Linked DNA regions of Mus musculus: regions 1, 2 and 3 are each linked to region 4. The links are chromatin contacts, called in public HiChIP or PLAC-seq and promoter capture Hi-C maps. All regions are on one chromosome and are shown on one strand. Each heading gives the region's core, a stretch centred on a gene start, on an enhancer-like site or on the middle of the called end of the contact. The rest is flanking DNA. Distances are from core to core; before and after follow the strand shown.

Evidence for each region. HiChIP or PLAC-seq counts read pairs in DNA pulled down with a chosen protein or histone mark. Capture Hi-C pulls out chosen DNA fragments and counts their contacts.
Region 1: a contact with region 4 is called in a promoter capture Hi-C map of pancreatic islet. The contact joins the promoter of Folr1 here to the promoter of Pde2a in region 4. A contact is called at or near these places in 2 of 39 promoter capture datasets (hippocampal neurons and liver), 1 of 484 Hi-C or Micro-C datasets (Th1 cells) and 4 of 9 other capture datasets (adipose tissue, liver, macrophages and 1 more).
Region 2: a contact with region 4 is called in a promoter capture Hi-C map of pancreatic islet. The contact joins the promoter of Folr2 here to the promoter of Pde2a in region 4. A contact is called at or near these places in 3 of 39 promoter capture datasets (the C10 cell line, cranial neural crest and hematopoietic stem and progenitor cells) and 2 of 9 other capture datasets (macrophages and pancreatic islet).
Region 3: a contact with region 4 is called in an H3K27ac HiChIP or PLAC-seq map of microglia, with 4 times the contacts expected there. The contact joins the enhancer-like site here to the promoter of Pde2a in region 4. A contact is called at or near these places in 6 of 115 datasets of contacts at active chromatin or transcription factors (bone marrow-derived macrophages, embryonic stem cells, forebrain and 3 more).

The regions. Positions count from the first base shown.
Region 1 is chr7:101,868,527-101,872,234 of GRCm38.p6, forward strand. Folr1 (folate receptor 1 (adult)) reads right to left here and starts at 2,262. Exons shown (of 7, transcript NM_001252554.1): 1 at 2,083-2,262; 2 at 631-778. It overlaps Gm35597 (a long non-coding RNA gene), which reads left to right and starts at 2,185. Exons shown (of 3, transcript XR_378387.3): 1 at 2,185-3,145.
Region 2 is chr7:101,843,941-101,847,710 of GRCm38.p6, forward strand. It overlaps Folr2 (folate receptor 2 (fetal)), which reads right to left and starts at 1,391. Exons shown (of 5, transcript NM_008035.2): 1 at 1,264-1,391.
Region 3 is chr7:101,087,017-101,090,692 of GRCm38.p6, forward strand. No RefSeq gene overlaps it. Among named protein-coding and RNA genes, the nearest start is that of Fchsd2, 20 kb to the right of the region's middle. Within about 2 kb of position 1,840, at least 50 of the 459 cell types and tissues checked have an H3K27ac peak or open chromatin away from gene starts, as enhancers often do. A contact at or near this core is called in bone marrow-derived macrophages and microglia, where this site is marked.
Region 4 is chr7:101,449,879-101,453,689 of GRCm38.p6, forward strand. Pde2a (phosphodiesterase 2A, cGMP-stimulated) reads left to right here and starts at 1,374. Exons shown (of 30, transcript NM_001143849.2): 1 at 1,374-1,590. The coding sequence starts at 1,474.

The sequences.
Region 1 (3,708 bases), core at 1,012-3,511, 420 kb after region 4:
CCCAGCCCAGGCCTCTCTCCACTCCCTGCTTGACCATGCGGAAAACAGACACAAATATCTTCAGGTCATTTCACCCGAGGATTAAACATAGAAGAACAAACCCGTCTCCAAATAAAGGCCAATTTTATCTATGTGCGACTGGACCTAGTTTGAGGGGCATGCTCCAAGTCCCCCCAGCAGGGACTACCCATCCAAATCTGACCTTTTGCCCCAGCCCCTCCCCCTACAAAATGCTCCGAATCACTAAGATGTTCTAAGTCCTTGCTGAGTCCCCCTCCCCCATTTGAATCTTGACCAGTCAGTGGTTTTTGTTTTTTGGGTTTTTTTAACTTTTTTCCTTTTTAACTCCCTCCAGTCAGTGTTCTCCATCTTCCCATGAGCCACAGTCCTACAAAGTCTTCACCACATTCCTAGTCAAGCTTTCTGATCCTGGTCCACATGGGACACTACCCCACCATTACCACACCTGCATCCACCTAGGATTCCCAGACTGGGAGAGTCGAGAGCTCAGTGCTAGGCTGAAGGACAGACTCCACCTACACTATCTTACAGTGGACCCTTGGGCCGGCTGTGCTCTGACCTATCATCATTTCCAAATCAGCAAATTCTTTAACACACGCTGGGGAGTACCTTAGGGTATGTGGATCCTGCTGAGAAGTGTCAGGCGGCAAACAAGGAAAAGATGGCAGCTCTCAGAGTGCCTCGGGCTTCTTTGTCTCCACTCTAGGCTTCCTTTGCTTTCTTCATTCCAGGAGACAGCCGGCCGAGGTTTAGTGGCCTAGGAAACAGAGCTGTGTGGAGCAGGTAGTGGGAATGCAGCCCAGGAATGGAGCCTGAGATTGGGCGAGGCCATTCAGCTGTTAATTATTGCATGTGTGCAACAGCAGGCCTCTGTAGGGATGCGATTAATAGTACAGGCTCCGTTCTTGGGATGTGTATGGCAAAGGCTGGCCTAGCATGTGTGAGGCCCTGGGTTCAATCCCCAGCATTGCAAGTAAACAAATAAACAAACAGCTGGGTGGTGGCACATGCCTAGTATGTGTGAAGCCCCAGTTTCAATCCCAGCATTGCAAATAAATAAACAAACAGCCGGGCTGTGGTGGTGCATGCCTTTAATCCCTGCACTCGGGAAGCAGAGGCAGGCAGATCTTTGTAAGTTTGAGACCAGCCTGATCTACAGAGAGAGTTCCAGGATAGTCAAGGCTACACTGAAAGACCCTGTCTCAAACAAACAAACACCTCACATTGTGTCTTGAGCTGCTAAGATCCTTTAAAATAATCCATCCACTACCAACACCCATGTCCTATTATACACATGAATAGGATGAGCCCCAGAGGACCACACCAGAGCCAATGGCAGGACTGTCACTAGAACACAGGCTTGCAACTTCCAGGCCTGTTGTATAGAATCAGAAGATCCCATGTCCCCAACTTCTCTCAGCTACAAGTTCCCCCAACCTCACCAGCCAGGCTATCACCCACTTCCAGTCACAAGACCCTGATGGCCTAACCTTTCTGACGAGAGCCTCAGTGCTGTGGAAGCCCAGGCTTCCTTTCCTTCTCCACTTGCTCACCTCCCACTCCTGTGACAGATCTTTACAGGCGTGGGGGCGTGGGGGGAACCCTTAAGGATCTGAGCTAATTTTGACATCACCCACATTTCACTGCAGCCAAAACAGGACCCCGTCCCCCACCCATCCCTTACTGGGAGCCCAGGATGGCGCTGCTGTTGGATAAAGGAGTGGGGAGTAGATTTGAGCAGGAGACTCGGAGTTGTTGATCAGTTACCTGTGCGTGTGTGGCCCCAGAGGAAGGCTCCAAATTGGACATAGATGTGGGAGCTGTCTCAACCGAAATTTAAGTGAGATAGTAGAGACCACTACATTGGTGAATGTCAGGAGAAAGAGAAAAGGAAGGAGGGGAAGGAAGGCAAGGAAGAAGGGAAGGAGGAAGGAGAGAGAGGAGGCAATTTGGACTCTGGGGGAAAATTAGCCAAAGAACAAGGCCCTACAAAGAGAGACAGGCTCCCAGGAGGTCCCTGGTTCTGTCTTGCTACCCTTCGCCCTGGCCACTGCCATGTACCTGAATCCTGTGACACACCAGGAGTGTTTGTCTACTGAAGATCACAACAGGTTGGGGACTTCTAGAGCCGTCAGCCTCCTTTCTTGTTTATACTTCCAGATCAGCCTGCTGACTGGGGAAGGGTGGGCCAGGTATCTATAAAGCCTAAAGCTGGAGGCCCTTCTAAGCTGTCTCTGCCCCGGGGCTGATTATTAACTGGCCTTTATGGCTCCTCTATTGCAAGAGTGAGGTTTGCCCCCTGGGTGATGCTCCTGAGCTCTACAGCTTCTGAATAATTAACCTTTCCAGTGAGGATTTGAGGTGAAGATTGAGCTGGGGCCTGGAGTGAACACCCTGCCCTGCCTCAGCTCCTGCCTGAGTGAGGAAAAAAAGAAATAAAAAGGAGGCCATGACAGCCCCTAGGTATGGTGGAGGAGAAAGTTTATTGTAGATATGGAGAAGAGCCTAGCCAGAAAAGCATTTGGAAGGGCCCAGAGTGAACAAGACCCTGAGCTGGGTCATGGGAGGGGAGAGGGGAAAGCCATGAGACCAAAAGTGCAAAAGGGTAAAAAGACCAGCTTAGCCAAAATGACTGCATTCTATAGAGAAGAACCACTAGAAGAAGGGTGGCCCAGGCCCTGGGCTGGAGAAGGTTTAGGTCAGGGAACCAGGCACGCCAACCAGGAGGATCCTGAAAACAAGCAGAGACTGGGGGATGCTAGGAGAGCTAGGCAGCTTGTGTAGGACCTCCATCAGCTATTTGACTGCATTTGAGCCCTAATGCCCTGAATGTTGAAGTGTTGTACCCATCCGGAGCCTAAGTGTTGAGATCATTTGACCACTAGGGAGGGACAGAATTTCACAGTCACCTTGGAGCCAGTCCAAGAAGTATCTCCCTGAGATAGCAGCTTATTATCAGCAAAACTGACTGTCAGTGTCTAGTCTGGCCCAGCCTGCTAGTGTCTTGTGACCAGGCTGAAAAAACAGGAAGGTGTTTGACAACCCCCCACATCCAACAGTGGGATTAAAGGCCAGGAAGCAAGAGAAGGCCTCCAGATTGCAGGGGAGAGAATCCTGAGCTTTGGTGAGTATCGGGCCCCCGATGTGCGCCATTCACACTGTTCAGGGCTGTGGACACTGGAGTTTGTCTACAAGTCTGGTGTCGTTCGTTTGCTTGAGAGAAGTCTATCAGGCATCCTGGAGCAGCATTCTAAGGCTTATGACTCCACACTACTTCTCCTGCCTGATTTTTTTTTTCTTTTCTTTTTGAGACAGGGTTTCTATGTGTAGCCCTGGCTGCTCTGGAACTCACTCTGTAGACCAGGCTGGCCTCGAACTCAGAGATCCACCTGCCCTCTGCCTCCCGACTGTTGGGATAAAAGTCTGCCTTTCTTTCTTTCTTTCTTTCTTTCTTTCTTTCTTTCTTTCTTTCTTTCTTTCTTTCTCTCTTTCTAAACATTTTTTTTTTTTTTTTTTGCTTTTTTGGTTTTTCGAGACAGGGTTTCTCTGTATAGCCCTGGCTGTCCTGGAGCTCACTTTGTAGACCAGGCTGGCCTTGAACTCAAAAATCTGCCTGCCTCTGCCTCCCGAGTGCTGGGATTAAAGGCGTGTGCCACCACGCCCGGCTACATTTATTTATTATATATG
Region 2 (3,770 bases), core at 141-2,640, 390 kb after region 4:
TTCAGCATTCATGTCCTCAGGCTCCCTGAAGCTGGAATAGAGGTCAGCAAGGAGACTCTTTTATCCCATGGCCCCATGGCATTGGGGAGGGGGGTTATAAAAGAAGCAAAGCTTTCCAACCTAGAGAAGATGGGATGCCCCATGCTTTCATCTTATTTCCAGACTTTATGACACATAGTTAAATAGTTCAGGTTCCTGCTGCTTGCTACCTTGACAAGGGCCAGGGACACACAGATCCTTCATCCTGTCACAGGAGGTTCTCGGCACTCCACTCTGTATCAGCTGGGTCATCATGTCAGCCTAGAAATCCTGTTAGCCCTGAGGGAGGTGGTGACCCAGCCCTGCCAAGTTCTCCAGATTGGCAGGAGGACCAAGTGACAGCCCACAGGATGGTGTGGTTAGAGGGTACACAAGAAAGAGTGCTGCTTTGTAAAGTTTTGCTTCCTCAGTATTTTCCTTTCCTGGTCTCCAAAAGCCATTCTGCCCTGACAGCCCATCCTGACAGTGGCATCTGCAGCAAAAGCACCCGACCCGACCGAAACCTCTCAAAAGGAAACACACAAAACAAGTCCAGCTGCAATTGGTGAGACACGCCTGCAACCCCAGGACATGGAGGACGGGAAGGGGGAAGGCTTGTGGGGTCTAGGCCAATCTGTGATACATAGTGAGAATTTGTTTGTCCCCCTACCCCAAAAAATAATGACCTAAAGAACCGAAGGAGCCGGGCTGTGGTGGCATACGCCTTTAAACCCAGCACTTGGGAGGCAGAGGCAGGTGGATTTCTGAGTTCAAGGCCAGCCTGGTCTACAGAGTGAGTTCCAGGACAGCCAGGGCTACACAGAGAAACCCTGTCTCGAAAAACCAAAAACAAAACAAAACAAAAAACAAAAAAACAAAAAGAACTGAAGGACAGTGCTGAAGGACAGTATAAAATCTCTTGGATCTGGCGAGATATATTAGCATGTTAAGACCCTTGCCATCAAATCTAATGACCTGCGTTCAATCCCTGGAACCCATGTGGTAGCAGTAAAGAGCTGAATCCCCACGTACACTTACTTATACATACATACATACGTACATACATACATACATACATACATACATACACACACAAACACAGCCAATCAACTATTCATTCAATAATATAATGTGGGAAGTTTTTAGAGGTTTAAATTTTGACTGAGAAATATGTTCCTTCTTAGCACAAACCTGCCAAGTACCCTATATGTCCTTGTCATCCTCTCCCCACTTGGAAGATCTTACCTCAATGTCCTTAGCTTCTGGGAGCGCACATAGGGGTATCCGAGTTGGCCTCTCCCTAGGTCAGACTCTGGGTAGTCTCTACAGTCTTCGTCCACAGCCCCACATAGAAGCTTTGGTAAGCACGGAATAAAATATCCCCATTCAGCACTTGCTTTCTTCCTTCTCTGGTTGACTCCACCCTGTTCTGGGCTCCCATGAGTCATTTGGTCTAGTCTTTGCTGTTTTCATTCATCTCTTCACTTTAATTCTTTTATTATTTTTACTTATGTACATGTTCCATGTGTATACAGTGTCCGTGATGGTCAGACGAGGACATGGGATCCACTGGAGCTGGAATTACAGGTGGTTGTGAGCCAGGCTAACTGAACACGGGGGACCAAATCTCTAGCCCTGTGGAAAAGTAGGAGGTGCTCATGACTGCTGAAGCACCATCCCTTCAGCCCCTTTCCTCTTGTTGAGTTGCTCACTCCAGGATTCACAACCACTAGCATCTGGACAACTGCCCATCCCAAGCGAATCTGAAGTGTACTCAGGGTGGTTCCTGTGACAAGGCTAGCTAGATAGAGGTATCCCCCCGGCTGAGGGGAAGCCAGGCTGACAGAGGTACATCCAAGGCTGAGAGGAAGCCAGGCTGTAAGGTAATACCAACAGGGCCCTGTGAGAGATCTCAGGAGTCACCAGACCTTACCAGATTGTTATTGGCTTCCCAGAACATTTTTGAGAAATACACATTGTAAAAGCCTGATGCATCCTTCATAGGCTTAAATGATTTCTGTCAACTTATGTTGAGAGTGGACATGGATAGAAGTTGACAGATTTTTCTCTGGGATACAGAAAAACTTAAATTGTCTTTAGTGTGATAATAACAATATCTCAACCATTTATATTATTGTCATTATTATTTTGGTTTTCAGGACATGGTTTCTCTGTGTGATTCTGGCTACCCTGGAACTCACTCTGTAGACCAGGCTGGCCTTGAACTTAGAAATCTACCTGCCTCTGCCTCCCTAGTGCTAGGACTAAAGGTGTATGTCACCACTACTTGCTATTTATTTTTATTTTAAATGTATGAGTATTTTGTCTAAATGTGTGTGTCTTAGTTAGGGTTTCTATTGCTGTGAAGAGACACCATGACCATGGCAACTCTTATAAGGAAACACTGGGGCTGGCTTACAGTTTCAGAGGTTCAGTCCATTGTCATCATGGTGGGAAACATGGCAGCATGAAGACAGACATGGTGAAGGAAAAGAGGCTGAGAGTTCTATATGCCTTTTTAAAAAAGATTTCTTTTTATATATAAAATATGTATATTGCTGGGCGTGGTGACACACGCCTTTAACCCAGCACTCGGGAGACAGAGGCAGGTGGATTTCTGAGTTTGAGGCCAGCCTGGTCCACAAAGTGAGTTCCAGGACAGCCAGGGCTATACAGAGAAACCCTGTCTCGAAAAACAAAAACAAACAAAAAAAATGTATATTATTTCTTTTTTTTTTTAATTACATATTTTCCTCAATTACATTTCCAATGCTATCCCAAAAGTCCCCCATACCCTCCCCCCCACTTCCCTACCCACTCATTCCCATTTTTTTTTTTTTTGGCCCTGGCGTTCCCCTGTACTGGGGCATATACAGTTTGCGTGTCCAATGGGCCTCTCTTTCCAGTGATGGCCGACTAGGCCATCTTTTGATACATATGCAGCTAGAGTCAAGAGCTCCGGGGTACTGGATAGTTCATAATGTTCCACCTATAGGGTTGCAGATCCCTTTAGCTCCTTGGCTACTTTCTCTAGCTCCTCCATTGGGAGCCCTGTGATCCATCCAATAGCTGACTGTGAGCATCCACTTCTGTGTTTGCTAGGCCCCATGTATATTATTTCTGTTCGTGCACACACACATATGTGTGTGTGCTCTATCTGCATGTATACCTGCATGCCAAAAAAGGGCACTAATCACATTATAGATGGTTGTGAGTCAACATGTGTTGCTGAGAATTGAACTCAGCACCTCTGAAAGAGCATCCATTCCTGGTAACCGGTAAGGCATCTCTCTGACCCTGAGTTCTACATCTTGATCCACAGGTAACAAGAAAAAAAAAGTGGGGCTGGTGAGATGGATCGATGGGTAAGAACACTGACTGTTCTACCAAAGGACCTGAGTTCAAATCCCAGCAACCACATGGGACGTAATGAGAGTTGTGGCCCTCTTCTGGTGCATCTGAAGTCAGCTACAGTGTACTTACATATAATAATAAATAAACCTTTAAAAAAAAGGTGGTTTGACCCTCTTTTCTTTTCTTAAGAATTATTTATTTGCCGGGCGTGGTGGCACACACCTTTAAACTCAGGAGGCAGAGGCAGGCGGATCTCTGAGTTCGAGGCCAGCCTGGTCTACAGAGTGAGTTCCAGGACAGCCAGGGCTACACAGAAAAACCCTGTCACAAAAAAAAAGTATTATTTATTTGGGGGCTAGAGAGATAGCTTAGCAGTTAAGAGCACTGACTGCTCTCCA
Region 3 (3,676 bases), core at 590-3,089, 360 kb before region 4:
CTCAGGATGCTCCACCCCTGGAAGTGATCCTGAACAGCTGGGGCTGGGTCTCTACTCACAATGTCCAGCTCATGGCTTTCTTCCTGATGATCCTAACCTTCTCTGAGCTGTTCCCTTCATACCTGGCAGACACCCGGCCTCCTAGAAACACCACTTTTCTGCCTTTAGTTCCCCACGACGGTACCCAGGTCAGCCAGGGGACCCAAGGAGAATATGGAAAAATGACTCCATTGCAATGTGAAATCCTAGTGTGTTGGAACCAGAAGGGGCTGTAGGTTTTGCCTAGCTCCATTTTCTATTTTACAGTGAAGAATCTCAGACCCAGACTGAGAGACTCAAAGGTTGCTCAGTGACTTGGGAACAGACCTCATAGCAGCACCTCGCAGGGAAGAAGCAATCCCTTTGGCTAGAGCAGGAAGTCTCAAACTTGATAAGTTTCCATATAAGATGCTGCCAGGCAGTCACCTTAGGAGATGGCCCCAGCTTGCTGATAAGGCTGGCCATGGGTGTTGACAAAGAAGAACCCTCTTGGTGAGACACTCTGCATTTAGCCAGAATGTTTTATTAATTTGCTTAGGTCATCATTATAGTACAAGTAGCAAATTTAATAATTTAGGTAGAAAAGTCACAGATATCACAAATAAGGCAGAGAACTTTAGCTAGTGAGACACTGGAAAAAATCCTAGGTAGAAAGCTACAGAGAAGAGACCCAGGGGCATTCCAGGTCTAAACTGAAGACGCAGTTGTGCTACAGAACTGTGGCAAGGGTGGGGTGGGAGGATGCACCCCTGCCCTGTGCTCACCCACCACCCCAGTCCTCTCCCTTTGAAACACAAGCCTGGCAGTATCCTTCCTGTGCTTTCTATCACACAAGGACATGCAGATCCAGATAGCTCAGAGTCCACCTGGGCTAGAGAAGCCCCTTGCAGGACTTGGGTTCTTGTCTGCAATGTGATGGAGTGGACTTACCTGGAGAAGTTTGTGGAGATAAAATTAGGGGAAGGGTGCAGGGACAACCATTCTTTCCGGTTACCATTGCAAGCTAGGCATGTTTTCTGGTAGATAAGTGTGGGAAGGGGTTGCGTTACCCTTTATTGCACTGTTTGCGCCCTTCCCCCTTCTCTTGATGCCTTTTTGAGACAGGGCCTCATTACATTGCTTAGGTTTACTTTCAACTAACTCTAGCTCAGGCTGGGCTGGCCTCAGACTTTATGTTCCTGCTTCAGCCTCCTGGGTGCTTGGATTACAGGCAAGTACCACCACACCTGGCTACCCCACCTCTGAAATGTCCTGTTTCAGAAACAATATAAGAGGAAAAGGCCTGGGTCTGAAAAGGACTGGTAATCACTCCACAGTGTTAGCCCCACAGCTGGAAGTTGGCATTTTCCTCTCTAGATTATTATCTGATTCTTGTGGAAGTCCTGAGAGTTCCTCCAGATCCAACTTCCTTCTCTCCCACAGTGATCTCAGGACACTGGCATTTTCATTACCCACAAACAATGGGAAGATCGCTCCTGTCATTTATATGTCCCTGGGGTCCAGAAGTTCATCTGAACCAGAAAAGGTACCAAATAGCTGCCTAAGTAAATTGGTGGAGGGCAAGGACTCTAAGCAGGTCTGGACTGTGCCATAGGTCTGCACCTGAATACGCAAAAGGAAGCAGGATCCAGTGACAATCAAAGGGACAAGTGCATACAGTAGGCCTAGCAGGGATCTTGGGAAAAGCCGGGCCAGCTGATCTCAGGGCTCAGGCCACTGCTTTTGGTTTGCTCTCTGCTGTTCTCCTTGATTTTCTGGCTCAGCAACGCCCAGGATTCTGGGCATGTCTGGCCTTCTAAAAATACCCAGGCTGCCCAGAGCCTCCCAGATGTCTGAGCGCTGAGTCTGTGATTTCCCTGCCTGTAATGGGTCAGCCCAGACAGACATGGGCAGCCTAGGGTGGCTCCTGCCACTTCCTCTGCCTCCCACCCACCAGCCCACCAGGAGCTCAGCCCCACCTCCCTACCCTTGCACAGCAAAGGGGGCCAGACCTCATAGACTGCTGACTCCAGGTCTTCCTCGGGAAAGATGAGAAAACTAATATCCAAAGACCTGTCCAAGACCCTCTCTACCCGCTCCCCAGGTGCCTCTCTTCTGTATGGCGCCTGGAGACCTGGGCTTTGAGTCCAGTCTGACTGCCTAGCTTATCAATTGGAAACTTCTAACAACAGAGACCAGAGGAACCCTGAGTCTCCAAGGCACTGGAAAGATATCCCACCCAGGGGTCACATTAGTGAGTAGAGATGAGTAGATAGGACCCCAATGGGAGAGAGAAGCTTTGCATTCTAGCCCAGGGTCAGCTGCCATGACACTGTGCCTTCATCAATTCTTGCCATCCTGAAACAATGAGCTGGCACCCACTCTGCTGGGAGTTCCTGTCTCTTCTGCTTCGTGGTGTGGGAGAAGGCCACACCCTCCTGATTGCATCCTGCTCTACGTTCTTAGCTTTTTGATCCCTCTCCAGCAACACCCCTGCCCCAGCCTAGTTCTACAAATGATATCAATTTTACCTCTGGCTCCAGATGCTAGGGGCGAACAACCACTCTCTTAATTCACTATGTGACCTTGAGCAAGGAAGGCATTGGCTTTGGGGTAGTTACAGTTTCATGACTTTTAGATTGGAGAAATGAGCCAGGCATGGTAGTGTACATCTATAATCGCAGCCCTGGGGAGGCTGAGGAAGCCGGAGTGTGGTGAGTTTGGGGTTACCCTGGACTACATAGCAGGTAGCAGGTCAGCCAGTGTTATAGAGCAAGACCCCGTTTCAAAAAAATAAAAAATAAATAAATAAATAAAGCTGGGTGCGGTGGCTCACACCTTGAGTTCCAGTCCTAAGGAGACAGAGGCAGGCAGATCTCTATAAGTTTGGGGACAGAATGGTTTACATTGTGATCGCCAGGCCCACCAGGACTAAATAGTAAGTCTCTGTCTCAAAACATAATTAATAAATCAATTAATTTTAAAAAGTGGAGAGCTGGTCTGGGGACGAAACCCTGTGGTAGGGAACTTTCCTGGTATGTTTGAGAGTTCCTGGGTTTAAGCCACAATCCAAAAGCAACATTGTAAGGCAGAACAAAACAATAGAGTGTTAAAAGTGATTCAGTGGTAGGACACTTGCCTAGCATGTGAAAGCCCTAGCACTTGATCCCCAACATGGCCAATAAATGAGTTATTTGATGTAGTTGAAAGGAGATGTTCTATCTTAGGTCATGGTCATTGCCTACAGAAAGGCCTCCATGGGGCTGGCATGATGGCTTAGTCAGTAAAAGGCACTTGCTGTATAAAACTGAGGACCCAAGTTCAATCCCCTGGACCCACAAGAAAGTGGAAGAACAGAACCGACTCCACAAAGCTGTTTTCTGAGCTCCACACTAGTGCGGCAGTCCACACTGGATAGTCACTATCTCTCTATGCAGTTGTTCTCTATCGGGTGGGGAGAGAGAAAGCCAGATAGCTCTAGGGCCGACTATAGATTCTACATAGATAGAATTCCCCCAGGAGGGTTGTTAGCTGATAAAACTTGAGGAAAGGCAAAGAATTGTGTTGAAATCAGGCCTCCTGCATCAGAATGGATTGCACTAATTGGCAAGTTGGGCTATTCCTTGCCCCTCCCCCACTTCTCCACTTGGTGACTTAA
Region 4 (3,811 bases), core at 124-2,623:
TGCTCGTGGTAGAGACCCCCACTAAGGATGTTTGAGCACTGGAAGCTGTAAGCTCAGCTAGGAGGGGGAAAAATCCTTGTGTGGAAGATCACCCCTTGAGCTACTGGGACAGCTAGGACACTTCCAAGCCTGTGCCAGGTGCTGGGACCGTGTCCAGCACTGGGCTCAGTGACTCAACACTGGGGAAATTGCTCCCCAGGGGGAAAGGGCCCAAATGAATCACATCTATGAGGCAAGGAGCAGGGGGCTCACTGAGTCACCTTCCAAGGGCTGGGGGGAGAGGGAAGTACAGGAAGAGGGGCAGTAGCGCAGAAAGGAGAACCAGGGAAAGTCACAGTGAGGGCTGTCAGGAGTCTGTCTGTCTCACCATCATTCCAAGTTTTTGTCTTCTGGCAGCCCTGTGGGACAACTGACACCCAATGGGAAGGGGATCAAGCTAAAGTTACACTGGCAAAATCCAGGAAGACCCAAATTCACCATTTGATATAGACTCGTCCTGTGCCTTAGCCCATCTTATAGCAAGCAGAGGCTAGAAAACAGGTTGGTCCAGGCAAGGGGTTTGACCCAAGTTACACAAATGTCCCCTCATCCCTCCAGCCATCCCCTACTGGGGTCAGGGTGCACCTTTGCGATAGAACACCAGGGGGCGCAGGAGCGTCACGGCTGCTGCAAGTGCCTGAGCACAGAGGCGGCTCTGCAGAGAAATGCGCTCCCAGCTCTCGGGGTCCCACCGCGGAACTGCGGACTAGATGGCCCTGGGGCTTGCACCCTTTTCAGCCTCCTGGGACGCCGATGAAGGCCTATCTGGTAGCCTTAGGAACCCAGTGCTCTCACCCCACATTTGGGAACGGTGCGCCTGTGTGTGTCAGGGCGCACGTGTCTCCTTCACAGATCTGCTACCGCTTCAGGGCTCGTCCCATTTTGGAGCGACCTCTAAATTTCTCCCTCACTTTCCTCTACCCTCTGTACTGGAAGGAGTGAAAGGACCTCGGGGCTCCCGGACTGTGGCCGCGGCCCCTCTCCCCGCACTGCGCTGGACTCGGCCTCGGGGTTCTGGCCGGGCTACTGAAGTCCAAGTGATGGGGAGAGAATGTGGTGCGACAGTGCGCGGGACTCTGGGAGGGGCCCTACCACATAGGAGGAGTGACAATGGGATAAGCGGAAGGCAGCGAAGGCTGAGAGGCGACCGAGGAGTGGGAGCCCTCGTAGCCGACCCGCTGCAGGAGACTTGAGAGGGTGAAGGCCTGGCAGGGAGCAAGCCGGCCGGGATCGGGTGGGGTCCGATCTTTGGAAGGCGTTGAAGTGCTGTCCCCGGTAGCAGAAACGTAGGCGGGGCCTGGAGGCCTGGGGCGGGACGGGGGCGGGGGCGGGGCGGGACCAGGGCGGACCCTCGCGCGGACCGGCGAAGCTGTTGCGGACGCGCTGACCGAGTGCAGCGGGCCGGGCTGGAGGGGCGGGCGGGCGGCTGCGAGCATGGTCCTGGTGTTGCACCACATCCTCATCGCTGTTGTCCAATTCCTCAGGCGGGGCCAGCAGGTCTTCCTCAAGCCGGACGAGCCGCCGCCGCAGCCATGCGCCGACAGCCTGCAGGTAGGAGGCCCCCCCCCCCCCCATTCTGGGTAACAGGGAGAAGCGGGTGTCCAGGGAGAGCCCGGTGAGGGCCCGGTCTTCTGAAGAGCTTGCAGTCGTCTGCCCCACGGTCTACTCTCTCCTGAACCTTCCTTTAAGAGGGGACCCTTCCCTTAGTTTGGAACCCGTCTTGTACTGAATGGGACTGCAGCCATACCCAGAGGGGGTCCTTGATTCTTCGGCTCATAGTTCAAATGCCCCTCCAGATTCTGACTCTGCTTCGCATCTAGAACTCCTCCATCCCAAGCCCCGAAGTCCTAATCCTCGTTGCCCCCCTCAGCCACATTAACAGCTCTGTATAAACCCGGAGTTCCCTCCTCCCAGGTTAGTCCCACTCCCCTCTCAAACCTCTGGCTCTCTACTGTACATATCAGATTCCAGGCACACCCATATCCCCTAAGCCCCTGGCTGCAGAGAACTTTACCTCATAAGTAGGACCTCACCCCCAAACCTCTATCTTCTATTTTATAAAGTCTTACTCCCCATCCTTACTAATCATCTAGATTCTAGTCACCATCTTCCACCCAACCCAAGGGTCCAACCCCCTTTTAAAACCCAGATTCTCTCTTCTCCTCTGCCAGACTGCCCCCTCCCAGTCCTCATCTTTTACACAGACCTCCAGTCTCCTCCTGTTGCCTCCCAGCCTCTAGATGTGATAGTCCCATATCATTCTTCCAGTTCCCAAATTTCTGAGTGCATCATCCTTTGGCCCCTCTGCTGTTCTCTTGTTTAGTGTGTTGCTCCAGGCTGCCTACCTCTCCTGGTCTGTTCAGCCCTTCAGTTTCTGTAGGTCTCTATCTTTGTGCTAGGGTCTTTCTGTGACCATGCCTTCCCTACATGTCTGCCTCTACTTTGGGTCGTGGGGGAACCGGCTCAGAAGACAGGGCTGGAGCCTCTAGGACCTCCACCTGTGCCTGTGTTCTCAGGTATGGCATAGGATGGACTCAAGTCCAAGGGCTTAAACATGGAGAACGTTGCCCTCAGGGTGCCCAAAATATATGGTGGGTAGGGATCGTGAGGTGGGACACTGGTATTTATAACTTATACATGATATCTCCTTATCCCAGCTGTCCTGGTAGTGACTGGGGCAGTTGGGTTTGGGGATAGAGAGAGGGGGTAAATGTCCTTCACCTGTAGTGAGGGATGGGTGAGTCTGGGGTATATGTGCTTATGTGAGGGTTCCTGTGTACATAGCATGTGTTGAGTGTGCCTTGTGTGTAATCATATATGTTGTGCTATGTATAATCACATCATTTGAGTGAGATTTAGCATGGGGAGATGACAGTATGGAGATTGTGAGTCTGTGGTGTTACATGCTCTGTGTGACTACAGTGGCAGGATCGTGGGTGGGAGTTGTAGCACAGCGAGTGACTGTGGTGTGTGCATGTAGTTGTGTCTGTCATGGCATTGTGATGCTATAGGGACAGCTTGCATGTTGAAGACTGAATAAGTGGCTATACATGCTATTTCTCTGCAGTATGTGGTCAGAATGAGTCCTAGTATGGGCCTGTTGGTTTCGAATGGATGTCCTGTGAGAGAGGAGTGGAGGTTTATGTCTGGCTGTGCTTCTAGCCTCCTGGGTAGCTTAGGGTCACTATGGTACATCCTGGGTTTGCTTGGAGAAAATATTTGGACGCCTGTGTGTTAGTGTTTGTGTGCTATGTGCCTGTGGTGACTGTTCGTGCAACTATGGATGAGACCGGGTGCAGCCAAAACCCAGGGTCCGGTTCGCTCAGCAGCTGGTTGACCAGGTTGGAGGGTGGGCAGGAGAAAGCAGTTTCCAGACTGAAGGACTTTGTGTGTCTACAAATGGGTGATATTTTGGTCTGACATTAAGCATGCAAATTATGCAGAATATGTCTGCACATGTGCTTCTGTGTCTGAGTGGTGTGTGCGCATGCATGTGTGTGTTTAGTTGGGTGCGTGCATCTGTGGCTAGGAAGGTGAGTGTGAGGTGTGTGAGGTGCACGGTGGGAGATGGAGTCTGAGTGTGGTGTGAAGTGTGGGTGTGGGTGTGAGCCTTGTGACTTTTTCAGTGTGAGGTGTGGGTTCTGTGATCTTTTCTCCCTGGGAGCTGTTGGCATGTGATGAGGAGAGTGTGGGGCATGGACAGTGAGTTAGGATGAGTTAGGGATGCCTTGGGGCAGGGCTGAGGTCTGGGCAGTGGAGTGTGTGCATAAGG